2 separate regions of the Pan troglodytes genome follow, and region 1 is linked to region 2. The links are chromatin contacts, called in public Hi-C maps. All regions are on one chromosome and are shown on one strand. The core of a region is the stretch at or near the end of the contact, and the rest is flanking DNA. Distances in the headings are between cores, read along the strand shown. Region 1 overlaps NFE2L3 (NFE2 like bZIP transcription factor 3). Region 2 has its middle 46 kb from the start of MIR148A.

Region 1 (7,651 bases), core at 424-2,923, 280 kb after region 2:
TAGTAATGTTCAGAAACTGATTATTTGGATCAGAAGCATTGAAACTGCTTCAAGAATTGTATCTTTAAGTACTGCTACTTGAATAACTCAGTTAACGCTCTATTTTGAAGCTTACATGGACAAATGTTTAGGACTTCAAGATCACACTTGTGGGCAATCTGGGGGAGCCACAACTTTTCATGAAGTGCATTGTATACAAAATTCATAGTTATGTCCAAAGAATAGGTTAAACATGAAAACCCAGTAAGACTTTCCATCTTGGCAGCCATCCTTTTTAAGAGTAAGTTGGTTACTTCAAAAAGAGCAAACACTGGGGATCAATTTTAAGAGGTATTTCAGTTTTAAATGCAAAATAGCCTTATTTTCATTTAGTTTCTTAGCACTATAGTGAGCTTTTCAAACACTATTTTAATCTTTATATTTAACTTATAAGTTTTGCTTTCTATGGAAATAAATTTTGTATTTGTATTAAAAATTAACTTTTCCCTTTTATACAGAATCTGAACCAAATTTACCTTACTTTCCTTCCAAAATATCCACATTCAGGAATATAGGTGAATAACAAATAAGGCAGCATAGCAAACTGCTCAGACTCAAGCCAAATTGAGGTCAACATAGTATGCCAAATTCATAGTAAGGCAAATCCACCCCCCTACCCCAATACTTTACTTAACACACAGAATACTATGTGATGTAGAATGCATTGAAGACCTACAGTCAATGGTAGTTTAAGCCACAGGCCTTCTTCATGTAACCAGAGACAGAATGGGCTACTTGGGCTACTTGCAAAACCGTAACTCCTTGTGTGTATATTAAATCCATAAAATCTCTGGCAGTAAAGCCAGCCTGAAGGGATGGCCTCACCATCTTAGAATACTGAGATCTCACCAGAACATTGTAAGCCATATAAACAGTAGGGAAAGAGTCAGCAACAGTGAAACCAGTAGGGAAAGAGTCAGCAACAGTGAAACTATCTGTTTAAAATGAGCAAAAGCGATTAGGGGGAAAAAAACAGGTGAATTTGAAAATAAACCAGGGTAAGGTAAATTCTAGAAATAATAGCATTTGAAATGAAAACCTCACTTAAGCTCACTAGAACAGTAAACAGGAGATTGCTGAATTTTCTAAAGACAGCAATGACCTCACCTAGATGACTCAAGTTTGGGGAACATCAAGATTTTGACGGGTACTATAATGCTTAACATGTCCAAATTTTCAAAATGAAGTTTCTCTCTGATATTATTTCTGCCATAGGAGCTACAGTGTAGAGTATCACATAAATATCTTGGGCTAGAGAAATGCAGTTTATATATACCGTTGGATTTTTATAATAAAGTTTCCCAAGACCTGTTATTTTGCCAGAAATGCTTCTAGTATGCTTCTAGGTAAAATTATTGCCCCTTCAGTGACTCATGGTGTTCAAATGATCATTTTAGTCTGTTGCTTTTTACAAGGGAGTATTTCAAATGTCTTAAGCTTTGGTAATTATAATTTAAGAACACACATAAAACATTTCAGTAGGAAATCCTAGTAAGTACACTCAAAAGAGTGCCTGCTTATCAGATAGCATTCTTTTCAAACCTCTAAAAATAAAGGGAAAGACAGTGGAGAGCAGAATCGGTAATCATGGTGACTCGTTACCCAGGCTGAAGTGCAGTGGCCCCAATAAAAGATCCAGCCTCAAACTCCTGGACTGCCTCAGCCTCCCGAGCTGCTCAGATTATGCACCGCCATGCCTGGCCTGAAGTTTAAACTCTAAAAACCGTTAAATATAGCACACACGGATCTAGTTAACTGCAAACTGAGTTAAAGATGGTAGTGTCTGTACTGAACTTTATTCCCCATACATAATGGAGCATACCATTTACCTAGCTTCTACCTTGGATTAAATATTGGGTAACCTAGACAACTCAAGTGTATGAGATGTGCTTAGGTCATGTGCAAATACACGTTTCATACAACGGGGCTAGAACATCCACATTTTGGTATTGTGGAGGTTCCTGAAACTGATGGGCCCCTCTCCCATCAAGGGACTTTTAATCCGCGCATTAAGCAGCCAGCGTCACAAGCTCTAATTGGCTATGGGCTGGCTTCCTGACATAACCCTGCCTCCATCTTAACATGCTGGATTCAAGGTATATAAACTGGAACTGCTTTTCTGACAGTCCAGTTTTAGAGGCAGAAGGGAATTCCACATTCGGTTTCCAGTGCAAACCAACTAGATTACAAAGCCAATGCCCGAAAGCTGACCATTGCCTAGGACCCTCCACATTACCTACCTAGTTGAGCAGTCTTGATTGCATCATCTAACGTCTTAATCAGAATGAGGAAGACAAGAACAAAGACAACCCAAGTGGGTTGGACATCTCCTTTTCCAATTAAAACTCTCACTTGAGCATCTTCACAAGTGTGATCAGATTTTAGGCCAATTGCATGGAAACTCCAAGCAAAAAAAGACCTAGATTTCTAGTGGTCCCCTGGTCTCAAGGCAGGCTTCGGTTCAGCAGAGCTTCAGAACCAGTATACAGAGTTTTGTATGGTAATATTAACGTCTTTTAAACGCACTCAAGTAGCTAAATCATTCCCCATCTCAGTCTTTGAACGATTTGTTCTCTGTTAAGTCCATGCAACTCAACTGATTTGTTACCAATTCCCCTCCACTACCCCAAAACAAGCCAGTGTTAGTACATTACTAAATAGTGGAAATGTCAAAAATTATGTAGGGCCTGTCAACGTCTCAGTATATTAGTTCCAAACCTTAAAGAGAGCGAATTTAAGTAACATGCAGTCCAGGTGTCCTGATAGATGTTTTCTACTTTTGCACTTTTCAACCATCAGTGACAAACTGAGACTTGTTGCCTTACATTGTTAGCTCCCAATACCTAACTAGTATTTATTAGGTCAAGCAATTTGGCATCTACCAAATTGGGCTACATGGAAAAGCTTACACATACAGAAATCTGATTTCACACTAGTGAATAAACTGAGTAAGGGCACCCCCTTGAGTGTGACAGCTGGCATCTAAGACAGTTCCCAATGCTCCCTGCCTGCTTGGTAATTGTACCAGGGAAAAGAACCCTCCCACCACATTCTGTGACCATAAAGGATGCAAGATAGCACGACTACTTCGTAGAGTGTGTTCATTTTACAGCTTTTCTTGCTCAAATCACTCGAGGGAAGATGACAACCAGGATTAACTTTACAGCTGTTAGTATGCCACTCTGGATATTTAAAAAAAATTCTCCAATCCTAGTTTTCTGTGATTGGAACCTTGAGCTTTACCCAGAATCAGTTAAGTTGCTCCCAATTGCTGACCCATAGATGCTGGTTTGTTTCTCTGAACTGCTCTAAGTATTGAGGCAAGTTGTTACACGGCAACAATATAAAGCCTTGGCCAAAAAGCAGCCTTTCTTCATTTAGGGCACTGTCTCAAAGATACACAAGAACTACCTTAAACTTCAATTTCTACAAGAGAAACAGCTCAACACAACATATACACACAGGAAATAAGCCTATGTTGAATATCCAACATTACCCCATGCTTCAGTAAACCCTCCTTCAATCAGTTCATTTCAGTCTATTGTGCAATTACCTAATTCTCCCCTATTTGTGATATTCCCTTGACCTTGCTGGATAGGAGTTGGTATTTTGAGGTTATGCATATCAACCTGATGTATTTCAAAGTTCAACGTCTTTGTACATCCACACATTTTTAAACCTTCAAAATTTTCTTAAAGTTGGGATATTTGTACGTCTATAATTGACGAACTCAGCTATTTCAAACAGAAAGCTGCTATGTGTTACCTGCTGTTAAATTTGACTTACCTGTTAGATACCTCACATTATCAAAACCAAAACAAATTATCATAGAAACAAATTAACCTGGTCCTTTTTTTTGGTTTTCTTAATTCAGATAAATGTCCAAATAAACACATTTAAAAAACAACACTGATATTCATTTACTCAGTGTAAACCACAATAAAACTAATTGACATTTGACAATCTAGTACATATTGTAAACCTCAGTGCTTCTGCAAAGCCACTTAATCTGGACCACTCCAGCCGGTTAACCTTTAAAATCCATGATTTTCAAAATGCCACCAGTATTGCTAAACATAAAAGGTAAAGCCAGAAACTTTAGGAGTACTCAAACGCTGAATATACAGTGCATAATGAACAGCATTTTATTGGGGACAGCCAATAACGTCCACAATGCTCTTCTCATTTATCTGTTAATATTAAAATATGCATAGCTTTGTGAAACTGCTTTTAAAAATTTAGGGGATGGTGATCTTTTAGACAACCAAATGTTTATAGAACAAGATTCACACATTTTATGTGTAAACATTACACCAAGTATTTGGATACAAAAAGTATTTATTTTATAAACTTTATATTTAAAATAGAATTGTAATCTGTCTACTCACAAAACCTAATTTAAAACATGATACATTTATCTCTCTAGCCAATTTGATGTTACTGTTTTACAAACAACACTCATTTTGTAATTGTTTTATATCAAGAACCTCAACTAAATGTTTGTTTTATCAGAAAACATTTCCCTTTTATTTTAAAGAGTGCTTTTTAAATGAAGGCACCAACAAGAACTACTTTCAGATGGTACAGAATTTCTTATTTCTTGAAGACTCTGTGGTTGACCACTTCTTCATTAGTTACCTGCAGCAAGACACCTTCCTGCCAAAGGAAAAAAAAAGTATCTGAAGAAGTTTATCATGTTTGTCCAAAAGAACCTAAACAACTTCAGTGGTGGTCTTAGGATCAAAGAAGACTCATTGGTGTATAGAGTAAGCCCTGAGTATCACATTCCTGTAAAGGCAATAAAGCCGGGCAATCAAACTCATCATATCTAAGGAATGAATTTCAACAGCCAACCTACAACTTTCTCTTCAGGGTAAGACACTGAACTAGAATTACCACATTTAACCCACCTATTTAGTACTGGATACATACCAGGCTTCATAATGTAGACAAGACACTTCACTCAAGTATGAACTACTATCTGAAAATAGATTCAACCATTTTTGCCCTACCTTCTTTCAGTCTCATCCTGATAAGCATGTACAGTTACAACCATAAATACAACAACAAATGTCTTTAATAAAAACCCCTAGTTCACTCAAAATGTTTGATCCAAGAAATGTGAATACACAAGGGTGTAACGATGGGAAATCTCATGATTTATTGAACTTGCAGCCTAACTTTTACCTACCATTTTACTACCAACACCACTGAAGGAACCAAGAAAAGCTTTATTAATGATCACTTGGCTTGCCTCAGCTGTTGAAATGAAGCACTTTACAGTCTTTGTGGCAGCAGAATATACTTGTCCATGGTTCATATCAATGCTAAAATTCCGGCAGGGAAAAAAATGATATGTTAAGCACCCAAATCTTCACACGGAGGGGGAGGGGGTGGGAAAAGAAGGAAAAAAAGGGAAAAACAACCAAAATAATTTAAGTAAATGACAGATTGGAAAACAGGGTTTATAAAAATTATTCTCTTGAGTTTATAAATTGTTAAACTCAATTTATAGCTATGTTAAACTACGTAAGAACCACTATACTGAAAGACCATTTAAGAGTATTAGTTTATCTTTTAGGGAGGAAAATTAAGAAAGGAAAAGTAAATAAGATCTTACCTAAAGAAGTTTAACTGAAGCTTAGAACTATTTTGCTCTACACCCTCAGCTTTCGTTGGCATCCTTATAAACTACTGTAGTTAAAGTTTTGTAGAAACAGCACAGTTTTTTAAGACTGGCTGAACTTAGTAGCCGTCAAGAGTTCTCTTGTACTAGACCTGTGTCCCTGAAGAGTACCTCGCTGGGGTTATTTCCTTTCCTTGCATTGAAGAAGCAGCATCTAAAAGATCTAAAAAGGTGTTTCTCCTTGCAGAGATATCCCTTAAGTTATCTACATAATTTAATCCTGATGAATTGCAGACAACACACTTACATCTGACCAGCATTTATCTTATACAAATATAACAACAGCTTTGCAACGGACCTTAATTATACTACCCACTCCTTAACTTATTTAAAATAAAAAGTCTATAATTACACAATTTCCTTTAGAATTATTTTATTAAATCATAAATGTACAACAGCTTCTTAACTCTACACACGCACTTAAATTTTTTAAAGGAAAAACGTTATGTCTTATTACACCATGATCCTGGCTAATAGCTTTTCAAAACTTTGAGAAAAATCTTAAAAAAGGTTTCACATGTCACCTGAAACTTACAAATTTAACATTATCAAAGAAGGAATGCTTCTACACTCTTACAAAGACCACTAGAAAGAAACAACAATTAAAAAGCTAAGAAACTGTCTCAAAGGCATTTTTTTTTTTACAATCCTTCCTCCACAGTAAGGTAATGTTATTAAATAATCCAATCCATTCACAAAATGGCTCTCTGCATCTGCTCTGGTGTCTTCTGCCATATCACTGCATATTTATGCATGACTGAGATAAGAGTTTCCTTAACATTGTTATTTCGATAACCTGAAGCTGTTCTGTTACCTCTGGGCTCTCATCCTCTCCTATTTATACAGTGAAGCCTGTTTCAACAGAAGTAAAGAGTAAAAAAAAAATAGGTTATGAAATTATCCATCTAACCAGATTTTAAGGAAAGATAACATGATCCTAAAAAGCTTTTACTCCTGCAGCTATGTCTCCCAAGATAATAATAATTGTAAAACTCAAAAGCTACTTACCCATGGCAAATAGGAAGAAGCTCAGTATCGGCTCCTCCCACCATAACCCCCACTTCCTCCACTGCCTCCTGGACCATAGTTTCCTATAATTGTTGGAACAGCAAGAGAAAACAAACTTACTTTGATTTCCCATGATCAGCCTAACACTACAGTTGATTCTATTTTATATCCATCCAGTCTTTTAAACAAGCAGATCCTAATCCTTTGCAGCCAGTTAGCAGAATTACTCAGGAGATAAATTACTCGGGTTCATAGACATTTTTATTTCGTGGCTGACCCTATTCTTTTAAATAAAGGGTCCTTTCACCCTCTCATCCTCATTTGGACTGAGTAAGGGATTTTCTTAAAAGTACATCAAGCCCAAGACAAAGCTAGTTTACTCCTAGCTAAAAACCTCAAAAATAAGCTAAGCAATGGTTTGAATCATGGTTTAAAGATTTAACTTCAAAGACCCTCATTCCAATGTATACCACTTGCAATGTGGGTTGCAACTGTATTTAGCTGTTTATGAGTCCCCACCAGAAATTAAACTACTGAACATCCCCACCTCCAACACCCCTAATCCCAATTTGATGTCATAACTGCTTGCTGAGTACTTCCCGTGGAGATTTATGCAAAATTTCTTTATTTTCACTAAGACCGTACATGGAGCACTGCCCACAGTACAAACTACTTAGTATGTTATCTTCCCTTCAAGTCACAAAAGGCTAATCCTTTAATCACAAAAATCTGAATAACCTCAATTTTTATAAATTACCTCCACCATATGGTCCCCCCATGTTCCTGCTACCACCAAAGTTTCCACTCTTCATTGGACCGTAGTTAGAAGGTTGCTGGTTATAATTTCCAAAATCATTGTAATTTCCACTTCCATAATTTCCTATTAAAAAATTGGAATACTCAGAACAATACAAACAT
Region 2 (6,799 bases), core at 3,523-6,022:
ACCTAATGGCTCAGTGGATTAAAACAGTTGGCTTTGGCACTCAAAGTTCTCATTGTGATCCAGTCATTTATTTTCTCTGAGATCCTAAGTAATTTCATCTCTTTTCTCTGTTTTGGTTTTAAGATGTAGAGAAGGACCTGCCTCAGAGGGTTTTGGTGAGCAATAAAAATAACTATAAAACCACTTTTCCGGCACCAAGTGCTGCATAAATGCTTAATGATTTCCTTTAATGATATCATGGACAGGGGCACCGTACTTTTAAGTGAAATATTTTCATTTGAGTTATAGCATGTAATACTCTAGATGTCAAGGCCTGATGGATGGTTGAAATAAGGATCTTTTGGTTTTTTTCTGGAGTCCAGATAATTTAATCATTTCTCCTTCATCTACAAAAATTACCTAATTAAACACATGCAAGACTCAGATGACTCAGATCTCAGAGTAGGCTAATGATAGTCCATATAAAGAGAGGGGAGTTGGTCGGCTGCCGTGAATGATACAGTCTTAAGGCCATCAGTTTTGTTCATGAATTCTGCTCTGAAGGAAAAACTCAGTTGGCCTTTTTTTTCTTAACTTACTCTTATTTAGAAAATCATAGCCTTATATTATACAGAGCCCAAATCAGTCTCAAGAGGCAGGCATTTACTTTCCAATGAAGGTGGGCATTTTGTTCTCTAGACCATGAATGACAGCATTTAGTCAACCGTATCCATGAAGAGGCCCCATTCTTCTCTGTAAAGAATAAGAAGGGAACAGGCAGGGACAATTCTTTGGAGGTAATGGTCTTTGACACTTTTTGTTTCAAAAATGCAGTTATATAACCATTTATTATTTTCTATGTGTATCCTAAAATCAATGAGTTGAGAAGTTCCACCCTACTGGTCCATTTGCAAACCTCTTGCAAATATCAATAGAGAAAACTCTATTCACATAGATGTTCCACCTCTGAATTATTCCAACTCTCAGATGTTAGATGTGGCCCCTCCCCTTCCCACTCATCTTCTCATAATAGCTCCCATTTACCTAATGCTTACCTTATGCCAGACTTTTAACATGCAATTAACGTGATCTTATGTAGTTCATACCATAGTCCTGTAGGGTAGGAATTTTTTAACCCATTTATCAGATGAGAAAATTATGCGCAGTGAAGTTCCGTAATTTATCCTAAGTCAAACAGCTGTAAGAAGCAGACCCTGAATTCAGACCCAGGCTAGCTGCCTCCCCAGTCTGAGCTATTAACCTCAACACTAATGTGCCTTTTCACCTAGCCTGAGCCCCACATGCTTGAGGAAGGGAATGGGAAAGATGGGGCAAGGAAGGGAAGGGAAGAGAAGGAAACGAAGGTTACTGTGGCTTTTTTTCTTAGAAAGAATGTTTAGAGCTGGAAACAATTGCAGATTTTCCAGCTACTTCTATGGTTTTTAGAGGAAAAAAAAAAAATACAGATTCTACACAGTATGGTGGGTCCAGAATCAGTGTCCAAGATTTCCAACTCCCATATATACTCTTTCCACCACAGACCTCCCACCTACCTCCACCCCTAATTTTTTTTTTTTTTTTTTTTTTTTTTTTTTTTTTTTTTTGAGACGGAGTCTCGCTCTGTCGCCCAGGCTGGAGTGCAGTGGCGCGATCTCGGCTCACTGCAAGCTCCGCCTCCCGGGTTCACGCCATTCTCCTGCCTCAGCCTCCCGAGTAGCTGGGACCACAGGCGCCCGCCACCACGCCCGGCTAATTTTTTGTATTTTTAGTAGAGACGGGGTTTCACCGTGTTAGCCAGGATGGTCTCGATCTCCTGACCTCGTGATCCGCCCACCTCGGCCTCCCAAAGTGCTGGGATTACAGGCGTGAGCCACCGCGCCCGGCCCCTAATTTTTAAAAATAACTTCTATGAGTGAATTTATATCTTATTAAAAAATACGTAAATAATTCCAATTGTTTTAGTGGCCTAGATAGCAGTGCGTATGAATGGTAAGACCAACCCTTAAATTTCTTCATTGTTCATTTAACTAACATTTCAGAGCATCTACCTTGGGCAGGGCTCTGTGTCAAGGGTCAGCATATAGTGTCCAAATTTTCTGATTGGTCTCTTCCTGCATTGAGGAGTTTCCAGACAAACGAATCTAATGGTTTAATGACACTGACTCTTGGCCAGGCGCGGTGGCTCACGCCTGTAATCCCAGCACTTTGAGAGGCCGAGGCAGGTGGATCACCTGAGGTCAGGAGTTCCAGACCAGCCTGGCCAACATGGTGAAAACCTGTCTCTACTAAAAATACAAAAAATTAGCCGGGCATGGTGAGAGGCACCTGTAATCCCAGCTTCTCTGGAAGCTGAGGCAGGAGAATCACTTGAACCCGGGAAGCTGAGGTTGCCATGAGCCGAGTTCACACCATTACACTCTAGCCTGGGTGACAAGAGCGAAACTCCATCTCAAAAAAAAAAAAAAGAAAGAAATTGACTCTTCTATCATATGCCACCCATCAAGAGGCAAAAAAAGAAAAAGTGAAGGTGATTCGAAATGATTTTTTCAATAATATCCTTTCTATATTCAAATATTTTATCCATTTCTGTAATACCCAAAACCCTTTTAGTTATGCTGAAGGAAAGTGTTTTATTCATTGCAAATTCTTGTTGCACAACAACTATGTACAAGGAAGCTTCTGGGCACATGGGATGCATCCCTGAACAAAATCGACAAAAATTTCTACCCTCATGGAGATTACGTTCTTAACTGATGGAGGCAGGCAGTAAACAATAACCATAATGAGATAGTAAATTATATATTATGTTAAAAGGTAATGTGGGTTAGAGAAAAATGAAATAGCCAAGGGTAAGTGGGATTTGGAGTTCAGAAGGGAAGAGGGACAGGTTGTCAATTTAAATAGGATGGGCAGAGCAGGCCTCACTGAGGATCTGTGAGCACTTTTTCAGATGGAAGAACCTTTCAGCAGGGTGGACAGCTGGTGCCCGGCCCTAAGGTGGGAGCAGAAAGGAGGCCACTGTTGCTGAGCTGAGTGAGCAAAAGGGAAAACAGGAGGAAACGAGTCAGAAAGAGAAGCAGGGAAGTTGGGGCAGGGTGTGCAGATCACGTAGGGCCTGGGAGTCCACTGTAAGAACTCCAGCTTTACTCAGTGTGAAATGGAGAGTGCCTGGAGGCTTGTGGGCAGAGAAGTGATATAACAAGGCTTGGATTTTAAAAGGAGCCCTCAGGTTGCTGTGTTGAGAACATACTTCAGGGGGCAAGAGTAGAGGCCAAGAGACCAACTAGGAGACATTAAAGCATCTGACTGAAGTCCTCCAGGTAAGAGACCACACTAGCCCAGACCAGTGTGGGAGCAAGCGGGTAGGGAAATGGCTGGATTCTGGATACCATGGGTTTTCCTGGCAGATTGGATGGGGGAAACATGACAAAAGAGAAAAGGTCTGGAGGATGCCAAGGTTTTATTCTAAGCAGCTGGAAGGCTGAAGTTGCCATTTACTGAGACAGGGAGAATGTGGGTGCAGCTAATTTGCAGTGCTGAATTCAGGAGTTCGGGTGTGGTCAGGTTTAATTTGAGATGTCTAATTAGCCCTTGAAGTGGAGGGGTTGAGTAGGTAGAGACGTGGGCCTGGAGGCTAGGAGGGGGGCCTGAACTGCAGGTGTGAATTTGGGAGGTAGCTCCCTCTGAAAGCCATGAGGCTGAACAAAACCACAATGGGGCTTGTGATGTCTGGCAAAAGCTGGTGAAAACCAACTGCTCATTCAATTGGAGAATTTCATTTTCCCAAACAAGTGAAATGACTAAGAACAAAAGATCGTTTGACAATTACAGTCATCCCTCAGAATCTGTAGAAGTTCCAGGATGCCCAACGATACCAAAATCCATGGATGCTCAAGTCCCTGATATAAATGGTGTAGTATTGGCATGTCACCTACACACACACTCGTGTACACTTTAAATAAACTCTACATTACTTATATTACTTAATACAAGACCTAGATTTCACTTCATTCACATAGATTAAAGGTAGTACTCGGTGTGGGCCAAATACACGTTTTGCTTTTTGGAATTCTATGGATTTTTTTTCTGAATATTTTCAATCCACAGATTGTGGATTTGGTTGAGTTCAGAGATGCAGAACCATGGATACAGAGGGACAACCACATTTATTTTTAAAGGACCCCAGAAAGAAAAAAAATCAGGGTAGAAACTTCCATTTTTAAATTAATTTTTCTCTATCACAGTTATAGCTTTTGACCAGAGGCCGCAGGCCTCTGTACAGAAAATTCACAAATGTTTGGGTAAAAAGCAAGAATGGAATTTCTCATGTGCATGAAAATATGCACACAGACAAAACCAGAAGGTGCAGCAGAAACCCAGAGGCCACGCTCTTTATTCCCGCCCCTGGGAGAGTAGTTCATGCCCACAGAGCTGGCCCAGCCTCCAGCAGCCCTGGACGTAAGGACAGAGGGAGATACAGGGCTCCTCGGTGAAAGAGACTCCCAGGTATTCCTTATGTAAGCTCAATTGCACTGGCAGATATTTACATAAAAATGGCTATCCTTTTGGAATCTACCATCTTTACCATCAGGAATTGGGAGGCAGAGGCCCTCCTGCTACTATAATCTCAAAATTGTACAAACGTTTGATTTGTGAGGTTACCAGTGCTGTGTCTTTCATTACTTTATTCTTTCAATGAGTAGCTATGGAAAGCCATTGCAGCTCCATCCACACACAAAGTGGGCAGTGAGCCTGCCCTGCCAAGAAGCAGCTGCTGTCTGTTTTGGGGAAGGCTCCCGCATCTTTGCTCAGCAGGGAGTCCCCTTCTCTCTTTTGCCTCCCACTGGCCACCTCTGCAACCTGCTCACACAACCAATTGAAACTTTCTGGCAAGACATGAAATGTGCTCTCAGGAACTCGCTCTGTTGCTGCAGTTGGGGACAGCTACTGTATGCATTTGCTTCATCCCCCCGAGTCACAGGCACTGCAGTGTGAAGGATGCTGCGCTGCACGGCCACGCAATTAGATCCCCATGGTCTTCAGCTTTGCACCCTTCCTCAGCGGGCACTTGGTTGCTTCCTTCCCTCCACAGTGCTTCAGTTGCTAAGTATCAGAATGATTTCTCCTTTTTTAGCCAAATCACACAAGCCTAGGTGTGTAAGACTCAAAAATACAGATATTGTCTGACAGTGAACCAATCTCTTCTTGCTTCCAGACTTGAAATTCCCCCATAAGTATAGATAGGAGACCCATGTGTCCTACACTTCCACAAGCCAGTCCTCTCTTTCTAAGCAGTTCTCCAAGAAAATTCTAATTCTGCTGGCATCAGTGCGGCTGCTGTTATTGCTCATAAAGCTATCCATGGGACTCTGTGGCAGGCGCCTTTACTAAGCTCTGTAATTAATTCTTGGAAAGCCATAGACGGAGCTTGTTCAGAGCACTGTTAAATCAAAAGCAGGCTTCCTGTTGGCCTGCTCAGATGGAGCTCTGGTATGTTAAAACAGATCATGAACCGGGCTGAAGAAATCGAACAATCATTCATTCCTCCAGCAGTAGAATCTATGTGCCACCCAAGATATGAATAACATGTGTGGGCCATACACAGATGCAGAGGTCACTGCTCCCCAGACACATGGAGAGACCATGGAACATGAACTTTAACTATTGGCCAAGCACTGGTTTGCTGTATGTGATTTTCTTTAACTCATTTGTTGGCTTGATTGTTTGGTCATGGACTCTGAGGTTGTTCCGATAAAAACATTTCAGGAAGATGTGTGGGTGTGACATGTGTCATGTAGCCAGAGGCAGACAAGTCAAGCTGGTTGGTGGGCCCTGGTTTATATGCATGAGCTCTGATTGGATAATAATAATAGTAAAAGCTGCAATTTATTGAGTGCCAGCTGTGTTTCAGCAGTGTTTGACCTTTTTGCATACATTCTCCCAAGAGCTCTAAAAGGACAGAGTGATTGTCTCTATTGTACAGATTGAAGCCCACTGTTATGTTTGGTTGTTAAAATGCTTACACTATATTATAATGTTGTCATGTGCCACAAATGGCTTCATGAGAATGCAGTAGACTACAACTTTCTTTCTCTGTGCCTAAATAAAACTGCTTCCACAAAAGAATGGTGTCTTATACACATTAAAGGCTAAATAAATGTGCTTATTGACTCAGTGAAACTCACACTTATTCACTCATTTTAAAAGAAGATATGCCATTTCCCTATATAGCAGAACTGGGGGTAATTTTGCCCACCACCAGCTCCCCGCAAGACATTTGGCAATGTCTGGAGTCATTTTTCATTATCACAACTTGGGGAGTTTTTGCTACTGCCATCTAGTCAGTAAAACCAAGGATGCTGCTAAACATTCTGTAATGTCCAGGACAGCTCTCCTACCCAACCCCCAAAAAAAGTACACAGCTCAAAATGCCAGTGGTGGTGATCTTGAGAAATCCTGATCTATACAGACAAGGTCAACCAATAGATCATCATTTGTTTATTGATATTTACATCATAAAACATCAAATTAATAAAAGAAAATGGTTAATCCCATAGCAGCTGATAGTAAACTGCATACTAGAACTAGCCAAAGATATGTTATTTACATTGCAAAATCCAGAAGAAAATTTTGCACTAAGACTAATACCACATACCTTAGGTTGAGAGATTTCTGACAAAGATTGAGACGCCAAGCCCAATCTTGTGTATGGGAATTACTTTTGAGCTATCACATGAAAGGAAAATGTAGTCAATATGCTGGTATAAAAATTGGCTGCCCCCTAAGGCCTGGAACTTTACCACAGGGAGAGCTCCCCAGC

What was found. Hi-C and Micro-C count contacts between places; a contact is called where the count stands out from the background.
Region 1: a Hi-C map of induced pluripotent stem cells shows a contact between it and region 2, with 2.0 times the contacts expected there. The contact joins two enhancer-like sites. A contact is called at or near these places in 3 of 7 Hi-C or Micro-C datasets (induced pluripotent stem cells and stem cell-derived neural progenitor cells) and 1 of 1 datasets of contacts at active chromatin or transcription factors (stem cell-derived excitatory neurons).

The regions. Positions count from the first base shown.
Region 1 is chr6:31,992,793-32,000,443 of NHGRI_mPanTro3-v2.0_pri, forward strand. It overlaps NFE2L3 (NFE2 like bZIP transcription factor 3), which reads left to right. Exons shown (of 4, transcript XM_519002.9): 4 at 1-475. It overlaps HNRNPA2B1 (heterogeneous nuclear ribonucleoprotein A2/B1), which reads right to left. Exons shown (of 13, transcript XR_008548942.2): 9 at 7,491-7,613; 10 at 6,734-6,816; 11 at 5,660-5,888; 12 at 5,231-5,366; 13 at 4,162-4,695. Among named protein-coding and RNA genes, the nearest start is that of HNRNPA2B1, 11 kb to the right of the region's middle. Within about 2 kb of position 1,674, at least 1 of the 24 cell types and tissues checked has an H3K27ac peak or open chromatin away from gene starts, as enhancers often do. A contact at or near this core is called in induced pluripotent stem cells, where this site is marked.
Region 2 is chr6:31,705,374-31,712,172 of NHGRI_mPanTro3-v2.0_pri, forward strand. No RefSeq gene overlaps it. Among named protein-coding and RNA genes, the nearest start is that of MIR148A, 46 kb to the right of the region's middle. Within about 2 kb of position 4,773, at least 1 of the 24 cell types and tissues checked has an H3K27ac peak or open chromatin away from gene starts, as enhancers often do. A contact at or near this core is called in induced pluripotent stem cells, where this site is marked.